2 separate regions of the Mus musculus genome follow, and region 1 is linked to region 2. Evidence: chromatin contacts called from public HiChIP or PLAC-seq data. All regions are on one chromosome and are shown on one strand. Each heading gives the region's core, a stretch centred on a gene start, on an enhancer-like site or on the middle of the called end of the contact. The rest is flanking DNA. Distances are from core to core; before and after follow the strand shown. Region 1 overlaps Ltbp1 (latent transforming growth factor beta binding protein 1). Region 2 has its middle 82 kb from the start of Gm31759.

Region 1 (5,957 bases), core at 1,796-4,295, 190 kb before region 2:
CAGGGCCCAGGCAACATGACAAAGCAAAAAACACGGGAAAAGGTCTATGTCATATGCCAGAAAACAAGAAACAAATTGATCGTCATTTGGAGTTTCTCTAGTTTTATGTATACAAATTACTGGAAAATCTACAAACTATTGTATGGGATAGGACGGGCAGCAGGAGCTGAGGGTGATGTCTTCACGACCACGTTCCCTGTCTCATTCCTCTGAGGTGGGATCTCTCACTGAACCCGAAGCTGACCAGGCTGCTGGCCAGCAAGCTCCATTTCTCGACTCTACAGTCCCAGGCACACAAGGCCATGCCTGCCTACTCCATGGAGGCTGAGAATTTGGACTGAGGTTTTCACAAGCATTTCTACTCACTGAGCCCTCCTCAACCCCAGCTTGCTACTTTGTAATACTATTTTTACTACGTGTTCTTTTTCAAATAAACTTTAAAATGATGCCTGGTGCATTCGTGGATAAATATAAACATGCCAGACTTGTGTCCAACCCGCAGCCCATGGGCCATAGGCAACCAACATTCAGCCCAACACAAAACTTTGAACTTATTTAAAACATTCTAAGATTATTTTACAATTGTTGTTTACTTTTTTAATTCTAGAGTTTAAACTTTGTGGATGACAATGTCATATTTCAGTGTCAAAAGGTTTGGCATGCCTGTTAGCATCATACTAAGTGTATGGTGTTATCCTCTATGGGAAGAAGAGAAGTAATACCAAGGGGAAATATATTTTTCTTAATGGGAATTTCTTCTTACACTTTTGTTTGCAGTTTGCCATTTGTTTCTTTGTTGTTTTGTTTTGTTTTTTGAGATAGGGTTTCACAATATAGCCCAACTTGGGGAGGAACTCATGTTCCTCCAGCTTTAATTTTTCTGAGTGCTAATACTACAGATGTGCATCATCATCGTTACAGATGTGCACCATCATTACAGATGTGCACCATCATTACAGATAGGTATCATCCTTACAGATGTATATTATTGCAGGTGTATATTATCATTACAGATGGGCATCATCATCATTACAGATGTGCACCATCATTACAGATGTATATCATTACAGATGTGCACCATCATTACAGACGTGCATCATTATTACAAATGTGTATCACTATTACAGATGTGTATCATACTTGACTCAAATTGTTTTTCTTAAAAAAAGAAAGATGAGGTGTTGGAGCAAAGGCCAGGATTTAAAGCACATAGTGTTCTTACAGAGGACCTGAGTTCCATCCCTAGCACCTACGTCACGTAGCTCACGACCACATGTAACTTTAGTTCCAGGAGTCTGACCCCTCTCTGGTCTCCAAGGTTCCTGCACTCGAGTGAACATACCTACACACATACATACATACACATAATTAAAAGAAAAGTATCAAATGTAATAAGGAGACATATATTGACTGTTGGTAATAGATGTGTAGATGTCTGCTTTAACATGTCTAGATGTTAAACCTTTTGTATTTTTCTACTTTTCAAGAAAACTCAATGTTTTAATTATCAGACAAAAGGCAACTGGGAGCAAAATAAAGTCATGATAATAAAGTGGGGTCTGTTGCAGCTGGCAGAAATTGCCACCAAGACAAAATGAACTTGAGGCTTGCAGAATGTCACCATTTCAAGATCTGGGCGAACAGGGTGGGTTGCAAAAGTCCCTCTATCCTCACATCCCAGGCTGGCCTTGCAAAAGCACATTTGTCATTTGAATCCGTCAAAACTGGATCAATGCTCCATTTTGGGCCCAAATGGTAAACAGTTTCAAATTTCTCTCCGCTGGCAGCTACTCTGGGGTTGACAAAGATAATCCTAAAGTTCTCTCAAAGTTCAGTGACTTTATTTTTAGGAAGTGACCCATGGCCTGAAGCCCCGCCTCCTTTGCTTTTCATCTAAAAGCATAGCCCTTAGTTATATTTAAAGCCTGCCCCAGCCCACACAGCTCACTGTGACTCCCTGCCCCGTGCCTTTCTCTCCAAACAAGTTGCAGCATGTCTGCCACATATGTCCTGGGTGGAAATGTGAGCTGAGCTGTGTCTTCGATGATCTAAGGCAGCAGGTGAGAAGTTGCCCCCTGTGTGGCTTCAGGGCTCTGCCCAGCTGCCCTTTGAAGTTATTCAACACGAAGGAATATCAGAACACGAGAATCGTACGGTGAGTTCACAAGTTGACGACTGAGCTAACTTCTCCTGTACCAAACCCAAATAAATAATGTGATTTCCTTGTAAACAGCTCTGAGTCAGCATACTCCTCAATCCCTAAAGAGAAAAAGACTAGCATCATAACCTCCCAATGACTGACGTAGCCAGTCATAATGAATTCCACATAACTGAATCTTCTAGAAAGATGAATTTCACATTTCAACAAGCACCGAGTCGACTTTATAGAGTTTTCATCGATGTGGAAACCCACTCGAAATACATGAGATTGTGTCCGTGTGTATCACACAGTGTCAGTAGTAGGTCTGCTGGCCTCATCCCCACCTCTCTCTCTGAATCAGACTGGCACATCTCACAGCCTTTCTTGACGTTGAATACCCAACCACACGATTTGCCGTGCAAAGCGACAATTTCACCAAGTAGGTGGCTGAGTAAGTTGCCAGGAATGCAAGTACCCAAGGCCACATGCAGGATCAGAGGTCTCCAAAGCAGAGTTGCTCAGGGCCTCATTCTGGGGTTTGAGGCCTTCGTGTCACTCAGCCTCCCAGTGCTGTGAGCTCTACCCTGAGCTTAGCAGGAACGGAGATTCCATAGGATTTACTCTAACATGGGTAGTTAGCTAACATGGGTAGTTAGCTAACATGGGTAGTTATTTAACATGGGTAGTTAGCTGGGATGAATTTGTCTCTTCTGATGCTACCAATAACTGTCAGGCCAATGAGCTCCAGGGGTCTGGCTTCTGGGTCATCCCCACTCCATTCCCAGAACTGAAATTACAGACCTGGGCCACTGTGCCCAGCTTCTCCACGGATGCTGGGAATCCAAACTTAGCTCCTCATGCTTGCCCAGCAAGGCACTTTACTGATGAGCCATCTCTGCCATCCTGGCAGATGCATTTAGAGAGTGCCTTGGCAGCATGTTTCAGGGATTTCATACCCTCATTTCTAGGCATGTGCCCTAACAATGTAAAAGAAAAATTACTGTGCCCAGACATATGTTCTGCTATCCTCAGCAGGGTTATTCACACCAACAAAAAACTTCACAGGAATCATAAAAGGTTGACCAAATAGGGTTAGTGTAGAGCCACTGAAAATCAAAACTATAAAATGATACACGTTTCTAGAGTGTTCAGAGATTCTAGCATGAGTTAGAATGGTGAAATTTCGCTACTGACTCAGCCACTTCTCAAATACCTCAGAGTTAAACTCATTGCCCAGAGGGACTCTCTGAGTCCTCCCTCACTCAACGAGCATGCTTTGTACAGATGAGCACTTCTAAAACACCACGGCTCTAAAATCCCAAACTGTTAAAGTACCAACATGATAGATACCATAAGGAGAACAGTACATCTGATGCCATATGCTAGCTCAAACCGGAGATACATGAAAAATATCATACAGTACAACTTCCAGGCAATGTATGTAATATATACATCAGGCTTAAGTAAATTCCAACCCAGAAGATACTTCATTCTGTATATGCAGATATAACAAAATCCAGGAGAGAAAAATCCAAATGCAAGCATTTTTGGATCAGGATTGTTTATCCTGAACGTCAACTAGCCAAAAGCCTTCTTTGGGGTCCACTTTTGTGACAAAGGGATGAGTGTCAGTTAGTGACAGGAGCTGAGCTTCAGGCACAGGTGCCTGATTCTAGTAAGGTACAGTGCCAACCTGAAACCCATTCAACTGTACTGTCCAGAAATGTCACCTGCTCTCACGGAGGGCGGGAGTTCTCAATGTGCGAGCTCTGGGGACTGCCGGGTTTGTGAGAATTCTTTGATCAATGAAACAAAGATTAAACCCATCTAAGGTTTTTACTGTTCACATTAGCAGAATAAATTCACTTTGTGCTTTCATGGTAGTAAAATGCCAGGAGGTAGCTGGTAAATGCACATACCTGGCAAATTTGAAGTTCAGCTATGATGTGCACAGAAATCATTTTAGATGATGTCTAATGAAAAGGCAACATGTTTTAATAATCTTTAAGTTTGTTCTAATGTCATACGATCTGCATTCATTGTCTGAACATTGAGCCCCTCTTAAATTCTAGCTTTGAGCCACAAACTTTGGGTAAAAAAGATGAAGGATTATTTTGCAGAAAATCAGAGACTAAGATGTAATTTTTTAAATCAGTACATGGATCTGGAAACTAAGTGATTAAGAGTGCTTGCGGCTCTTGCAGAGGACCCTCACAGAGGCAGCTCACAATTGTCTGCCATTCCAGTTCAGGGGATCCAAGGCCCTCTTCTGGCTTCCACAGGAACCAGCACACACATGACATAACAAAACCCACATATATGAGAGGCCCTTAATTGGGTAGTGGATTAATATCTGTGAGTTATTTATATTTAAATAATAATGGGGGCTAGCCAGAGACATGGCTTTGTGGGTAAGAGTGCTTACTGTGCAGTAAAGCATCCTGGGTCAACTCATCTCTACCCACATAAAAATCTGGCTGTGGCTCCACAAGCCCATAATCCCAGAGCAAGGTGAGGGGCAAAGACTAGAAGAGTAGGGGGTCTTGCTGGCCACAAACTTACTGTCAGGTCCAGTGAGAAACTCTGTCTCATGGGGGTAGGGCAGAATGCTAGAACAGGACACCCAATGTCCTCCTATAACCTCCATGTTCACACCATTTGCACACACACACACACACACACACACACACACACACACTTTTAGTTAAATTAAAATGAAAAGGAGATCATCATAGAAACCAAACATCTAAAATGGTGGCTTGCCCATAAGCTCATTTACCAGGGAGAAGCAGAATGTTGTGTGCTTCAGAGGATGATGGGCTCAGATCCGAATCTGATGGGCCTCCTCCCCCAGCTCTGTGCCTTTAGGCAAGTTTCACCTGTCCCTTCAATAAAACATTGGGCAAGAACTTCGCATTCTTGTTGCACTAGACACTGTCATACACCCCAGAGAGAGAGCCAGAAACAGAAAAGCATACCCAGCCCATCCTGGGCAATCAACAAGAAGTAAAGACAATGATGACACTCAAAGAGAACAGTTGTGCAATGTGGATGGGATGACCAGGGGATTCATGGAGTTAGGGAAGGAAAGAAATACCATAGCATGAGACCCAGCATTAAAGCTGGTCTTTTCTGGCCTCAGTCCTTAGCTTGTAGGCAGCCATCTTCTCCCTGTGTTGTCATGTGACCTCTCCTTGGCATCTCTGTCTAAGTTTCCCTGTAGAAAGATACCATTAATACTGGATCAAGGTCTGCCCTATTGACATATCCTTAACTAAGGACCTCTTTAAAGACCATGCTCCAAATGTAGTCTTCTCTGGGGTCCTGGTCTGGATATGAGTGCATCCTCCAAAGGTCCCAGTTTGAAGCCTGGTCCTCACTGGGAAGATGTCCAGACGTAGTAGAACCTTCAGGAAGTAGAGGATGGGTGGAAGGTATTAAGCCACTGGGGGCACTGCCCTGAGAAGAGATAAAGTTAGTTCCCACAGAGCAGGTTTTGAGCTCCTCCTGACCCTCTGGCTTCCTATCTGACTTTGTGATCCTTCTCATAGGTGTCCCCATCAAGAGGTCTTCACAGAAGTGGATCAAACGGGACCACCCCACCCTGACTTCTGGCTTCTAAAATTATGAACTAAATAAACTCTTCTTCTTCATATTCTACCCACCCTCTGGAATTTTGTTATGGCACTAAGAAAGACTAATATAAACTTTAACATGAGAGTCTTGGGGAGAAGAAATTCAACATGAGAGTCTGGGGGAGAGGAAATTCAACCACGGTGACATAACAGTATTCAGTATGCTCTTGTCAATTACATAA
Region 2 (5,721 bases), core at 2,995-5,494:
AAAGAGTTCACTCCATGGAACGTCACAGTCAAGGATTAAAAATTGTGTCGGTGAGTACTGCCTTAGAGAGATGGGGTCCTAAGATGCAGGGGACTGGGCAACCACAGAGCTCCTCCTCACAGTGAACACCCATCCCCTGCATCCCCAACCGCATGCATGGCTGTTTGCAGAATGAAGCTCTGCCAGTCTCCTTCCATTCAAATCCTCAGCCCTGCTCAGGGCCCGGACACTGGAGTTGTGTGTGGATGAAATAAGATACTCCGTCTGGTTCATATCCTTCCCAGGAGTGCTTCCTTCACATAAAGAATGTGCCAGCTGCATTCCTGAAGATGGGAAAGCAAATGCTGCCAGGACTGATTTGGGATTCTTGGAGGAACATCGTTAGGACAGACAGAAGAGGGACAGTGAGACAGGGGGCAATGGGATGAGTGTTGGTGACGATTCATAAAGCACTGTGCCTTTGATCTACAGGTCACCAGCTATTAATGGATTGCCCTGAGACATCCCTCCCCTTGCCATATACATTCTTGGAATTCTTCCAGAAAAGCCTCAAACCTTAGGGTTATCTTTTTCCTTTGTGTAATGCACTGGTCTTCCATTTATCATCCCTATGCGGTCGTGGGTAAAATTTCACCTTTTTTGTTGTTGTTCCAGATCCAGGCACACATAAGCACTGTCCCTGTAACTGATGCTTTGTGGATCCTGCTAGATATGCCGATCAGTAACTTCTCAGACAGCTCAGACAAAAGTTACCACCCAGCCAGAGCTGTGAGGCAGAGCGTCTCATGCACGGCCTTGCTAGTCAACTTGGCCTTCAGACGTTATCGCTGAATTTTTCCATCACACGACAGTGCCTGGTGGAAATGCCACAGGATATTAAACATGTCAACACCACACTTTTCAAGAAATGTGAGAAGCTGGCTCCAGCCACTAAGATGAGCATGCTCAGTCAGTGAGTAAGGCCCAGCCTCCCTTAGGTTAGCCCCCAGCGTTTCCCCAGACACCAATGTGGAAAGGCATAGGCTCTGGGCTGAAAGACATCAAAGAAGGGAAGAGTCTAGAGTACAGTGTCAAACAATACAAGTTATGCCAGGGAGTTAGCAACTTAGAGTTGTGCAATGTTAAACTCTTTGAGGAGAGGTTTGGTGGTCGGGGTGAATGGAGAGATTAGTTATATGCAGTTCACTTTGGGTTTCTATTGTCAAATCTCACTTCGAAAAGCCATATACTTTCTCTTAATGAGAGGGTGGGGGCAGACAGATTTAGAGAGACAGAGAAATAGGCAGGCAGGCAGGCAGACGGACGGACAGACAGGGGTGGAGTTGGGGCTGTGTGAACCACACTCCAGAGATCATACTGAGTGCGGCCACGCTGCTGCTCACGTTTGGAGTTTTCCACTGTGAATACAATACACATTTGGAACAAGGCACAGAACAAAACCACTCAGCTCAATGACTCATGGCACAAGAACCACATTAACCGCCACCCCAGTTAATGAAGGTGACTTTGCTACTCCCCAGAGCCCTTTATGTACCTCCCAGCCAACACCCACCTGAACCCACAAGAGCAACCAGTTTCACTCACCCTGAGGTAATCACTACCTCTCCTTTTTTACTGACTTAACACCAAGCACGAGGCAGTGAATAACGTAGCTTAATTCCACTGCTCTTTGAGCTTCTATTATGTCCACAGGGGGAAAGAAAGCATGCATACAGGGTGTTAAGAAATCCACCGATGCTGCTGTGGCTGTAGGGAATTCATTATCATCGACGCAGACTGTTGGACTGCACGCCTGGTCCAAGTCTACCTCTGGTAGACGGGTGAAGGGCTTCTACCCGGGGCCTCTGATGAACAATGCTGCTGCAGACAAGCCTCTGTGAGAGCTACGGTCCACACATGGACAGATTTGCACTGTGTGCATCTAGAGCAAAGTTGGTGGGCTGTAGGGTATGCACAGCTTCAAAAGATCGGCAGGGTTTCTAGGAAGAGTGCTTATATAAAGCTGTCATTCCCGGCAGTCACTTTCCTCTCTCAGGAGCACGTAGTAGGTACTGCCACTTAACCATTAGCCACTGATAGAGTCTGTGCTCATCTCTGATTTTAATTTCATGACTCAAGTTGAGTCTTAGCACTTGTTTTGTATTTATATTTGGCTATTCCCTTTAGCACAATGCTCAATTCTTTAGTTGGGTTGTTTGGTTTTCTTTCTTTTTATTGGCTTATAAATGCCAGGCACACACAAACACCTCACCCTCTCTCTGGCGCTAACCATCTCCCCCAGGTAGCCCAGGCTGACCTCAAATGTCTAATCCCCCTGCTTCAGTCAGCCTCCCAACAGCTGGGATTATGGGAACGGGCCACCACACCTGGCTCCTTGTCACGTCTTTAAACAACTTCTAACTTGAATGTAGGCCAATCTTTTAAACAACTGTCTCTGCCAACCACCAGCATGGTATAATGGAGGGGCTCAGAGGCCCCACCCTCTCTGGGGAGCTACTGACAGCTAACGGCTGCTGAATGACAGACTGGAAGTCATTTTCTTCATGACACAAGCACTGGTAAGTTACCCACACTTCAGTAAATAACCTCACACCCACGTGACTGCAAATATCCCTAATTAAGTTCAGTGGGTTGTTAAAACAAACAAGATATAAAAATGGGGGGGGGTCTTGTTAGGGAGAAGCTTTAGAAAGAGTGGGAGGGGAGGGGAGGGGATCAGAGAGGAGGAGAAGGAAGGGGAGAGGGAGAAAGAGAGAGGAGGAGGAAAGAGGAAGAGGAGGAGGAGCGGTGGGGGGAAGAGAGGAAGAAGGGGAAAGGGGGAGGCACTGCTGAGACATAAGCCTGTCTCTGGCCAAGCAGCTGTAGAATTACTGAGACTGCTTTATCAGCCCTGGCACCAGACTTCCTAGAGGCCGACGATTTCAATAAGTAGCGTTGAAGCTCCACAGACAACTGAGATATTCTGCACCATCGTTTCTCAAAATACAGGGCTATGACCGCCCCCCTGCACCCCCAAAACACACCAGGGATTATAGAAACTGGAGCCACGCTGCAGGTCGCCCTCATCCAGGGACTTCACGGCCCCTGAGAACTGACAGATCATCAGCAATGCCCGTTTCGATGACACCAAGAGTTACTTGTCTTATCTGCACACAGAAAACTTCACCTAAGTCCTCTGATAACTCTGGCTGGCCAGCAGTTGAGGAGACTGAGGCTCAGGGAGGTTGGGGGGCTCGACTGTGGCCATAGCTAGGAAGGGATAAAAGCTGGGCTTTCAGTCTAGTTAATCCAGGCAGTCAACTGCCCACTTCATCTTATAGAAACCTGTTATACATTAGCTGTACCAACTAAAGAGGCCTGCCATGGCACTGCTGCTCATGCAATACCAGGCTTTGATACCCTCCTCTCCAGTCCCTGCCCACAGCCTCCCCCCTCCTGATTGTTTCCCCATCCTTAGTCTCTTCTTCCTTCCGGCCATCCATCCGTACCACCTTTTCCCTTTATCTTTCTAACTTGGCTCCTTTCTTCCTTTACCTAACAAATAAAATAAAATAAAATAAAATAAAATAGTCCATCATTCTCCACTGCCCCTTTCCTTAGCCTCACCCTCAGCCCAGAAACAAGGGAAAGCTCGCTACAGATGGAAACCCAGAGAACAGCAGGGCTTTGCAAGCACTAGACCATGGGGAGCCCTAGGAGTCTACAGCTAGCATTGTGCCAGTGGTTATCATCAAATGGTTTCTTACTTGCCCTGTTTTTCTGTTACATATTTTCATTTCCAAAGCCCTGATGCCTCTTCTTGGCTGCTGATGTTATTATATGCCTGCTCTACAAGGCTATAGATGAAGACACAGGCCTGAGAGGTTATGAGTCTCTGAGTCTCCTGAAAGCACACATTGGCCTGTGAGCAGCACTAACTCTATACAGATACTGATAGCCACTTGAGCCCCCTGTCTGGAGAAAGTTAGCCATGCGTGGGTTAGCTCCTTCACTTTGCTATGATTTACCATCCCCTCCCCCTTTCTGGCAAGAACATCACAAAAGATTAAAAAATGGCTCAGAGTTACCATTCAGAAGACCATAATAATATCAGTTTTCCGCCTTGTAGCCCTTGGCAGGACTCCCTTTTCATAGATCACAATGTGGGCACAGGGCCAGGAGATGGCGAGGGTGACTCACGGGTCACTGCAGTTTATAAGTCAGAATAATAAAAGGGAAGGCAGATCTGACATCACTGGCAAGGGGAAATTTTTTGGTGTTGTGTTAAGCGAACTAATTACAGCCAGCTCTGCAGAACGTGGGAGGAGGACAGTGTGGCTGAACAAAGCCAAGCCCAAGGAAGGGGCAAAATAAAATAAAATAGAATAAAAATTGCCCATAGAAAGCCAAACTCTGATACTGCAAAAGGAGTCACATAATGCATTAGCGGCTGTTTGTCCGAAGGTCAAAGGAAAAACTAAAACAGTCTATGGGCACAGATGTTGTTAACCAGGGGGAGGAGAAAGTGTACCATGCCAAGTAGCAAGAGGTACACCCAGCCACACAGCCCAGGGTTTACACGGCCTCTGCTGCAAGCCACACATCTCCACTCCTGCTAACTGAAAGCACAGAGGAAACAATTCAAGAGCCAGCTCAGCTTTTGCGTTCTCCTGGTGAAGAGCAAACGAGCCACAATTATTATTAGGTCTTGGCTGTGAAAGGCGGAGCCCAAGGCTACCTGCAGCCCACGAGGATTATGCTCTTATTAGTATAGTCCTGGGTTTAGTGGCAGCGTCTGTCTAAGGAATACAGCTACTATATTTGAGCGCATACCTGAGTAAGCAGCATGTTGATTGAAGTCTATCTATTTATAAGCTCTCCTGCGTGCTGTGAGAAACCCAGCTGCATTGCCACAGCACGGGCCCCTCCACCCGAATGAAGGCTCTTGGCCATCTCACTTCAGGGCCTGCTGAATGAACAGGCAGACAGGAAGTGTGTGGCATCCACTTCGGAGATTTTATTCCTCACTCTTGGCCAGGAGAGTTCTTATCTAAACAGCAACTTAGGTTGACATGGATGTTATAAAAACAAAATGGAAACAAAAACCAAACCCTTTTCATTGGGCTCAAGTACAGCTTTGAGCTGGTAGAACTACAACTAGTGGTATAAACTGGATAAGGTCCTGCAGAGCCCGAGCTACCAAGACCTGAGGGTACGTCACAGTCCTCAAACTGAGTCTGGGAGGTAGTAGACCGCAGCATATGCTCATCAATTGTCCCACGTTTCTGAGTGGGTGGCACTAACAACACACCCAATAGGAACAAAAGTGACATGGAAAGTCTATCATTTTCTTCAGCGTTTGGGTCCCTCGCTATCATGATGAAGCTTCACATAACAGAGGGCCACGTGTTCCGCCCTTAAATGAGCCAGAGTAGTCTACAGGGCTCTGTAGTTCACTTCCACTTGTCTATACTCACTCAGGGTCCTAGTTAAATATGCTTCATCTCTGGGAAAAGGCTGACAAGGAATTTACTAATTAATAATCCTAACAAATCATAGGCTATTATCAACTAAGACCTCACAGAATTTCTTGGGGAACTCAGTGAAGAAAGGCAAACTGTCAATCCCAGCACTCGGGAGGCAGAGGCAGGCGGATTTCTGAGTTCGAGGCCAGCCTGGTCTACAGAGTGAGTTCCAGGACAGCCAGGGCTACACAGAGAAACCCTGTCTTGAAAAAACCAA

The links. HiChIP or PLAC-seq counts read pairs in DNA pulled down with a chosen protein or histone mark.
Region 1: a contact with region 2 is called in a CTCF HiChIP or PLAC-seq map of the NIH/3T3 cell line, with 8 read pairs. The contact joins two enhancer-like sites. A contact is called at or near these places in 1 of 15 datasets of contacts at CTCF or cohesin (the NIH/3T3 cell line) and 1 of 115 datasets of contacts at active chromatin or transcription factors (fibro-adipogenic progenitors).

Annotation. Positions count from the first base shown.
Region 1 is chr17:75,052,854-75,058,810 of GRCm38.p6, reverse strand. All of the region lies in intron 2 of Ltbp1 (latent transforming growth factor beta binding protein 1), which reads right to left. Among named protein-coding and RNA genes, the nearest start is that of Ltbp1, 50 kb to the right of the region's middle. Within about 2 kb of position 3,045, at least 45 of the 459 cell types and tissues checked have an H3K27ac peak or open chromatin away from gene starts, as enhancers often do. A contact at or near this core is called in the NIH/3T3 cell line and fibro-adipogenic progenitors, where this site is marked.
Region 2 is chr17:74,865,529-74,871,249 of GRCm38.p6, reverse strand. No RefSeq gene overlaps it. Among named protein-coding and RNA genes, the nearest start is that of Gm31759, 82 kb to the left of the region's middle. Within about 2 kb of position 4,244, at least 75 of the 459 cell types and tissues checked have an H3K27ac peak or open chromatin away from gene starts, as enhancers often do. A contact at or near this core is called in the NIH/3T3 cell line and fibro-adipogenic progenitors, where this site is marked.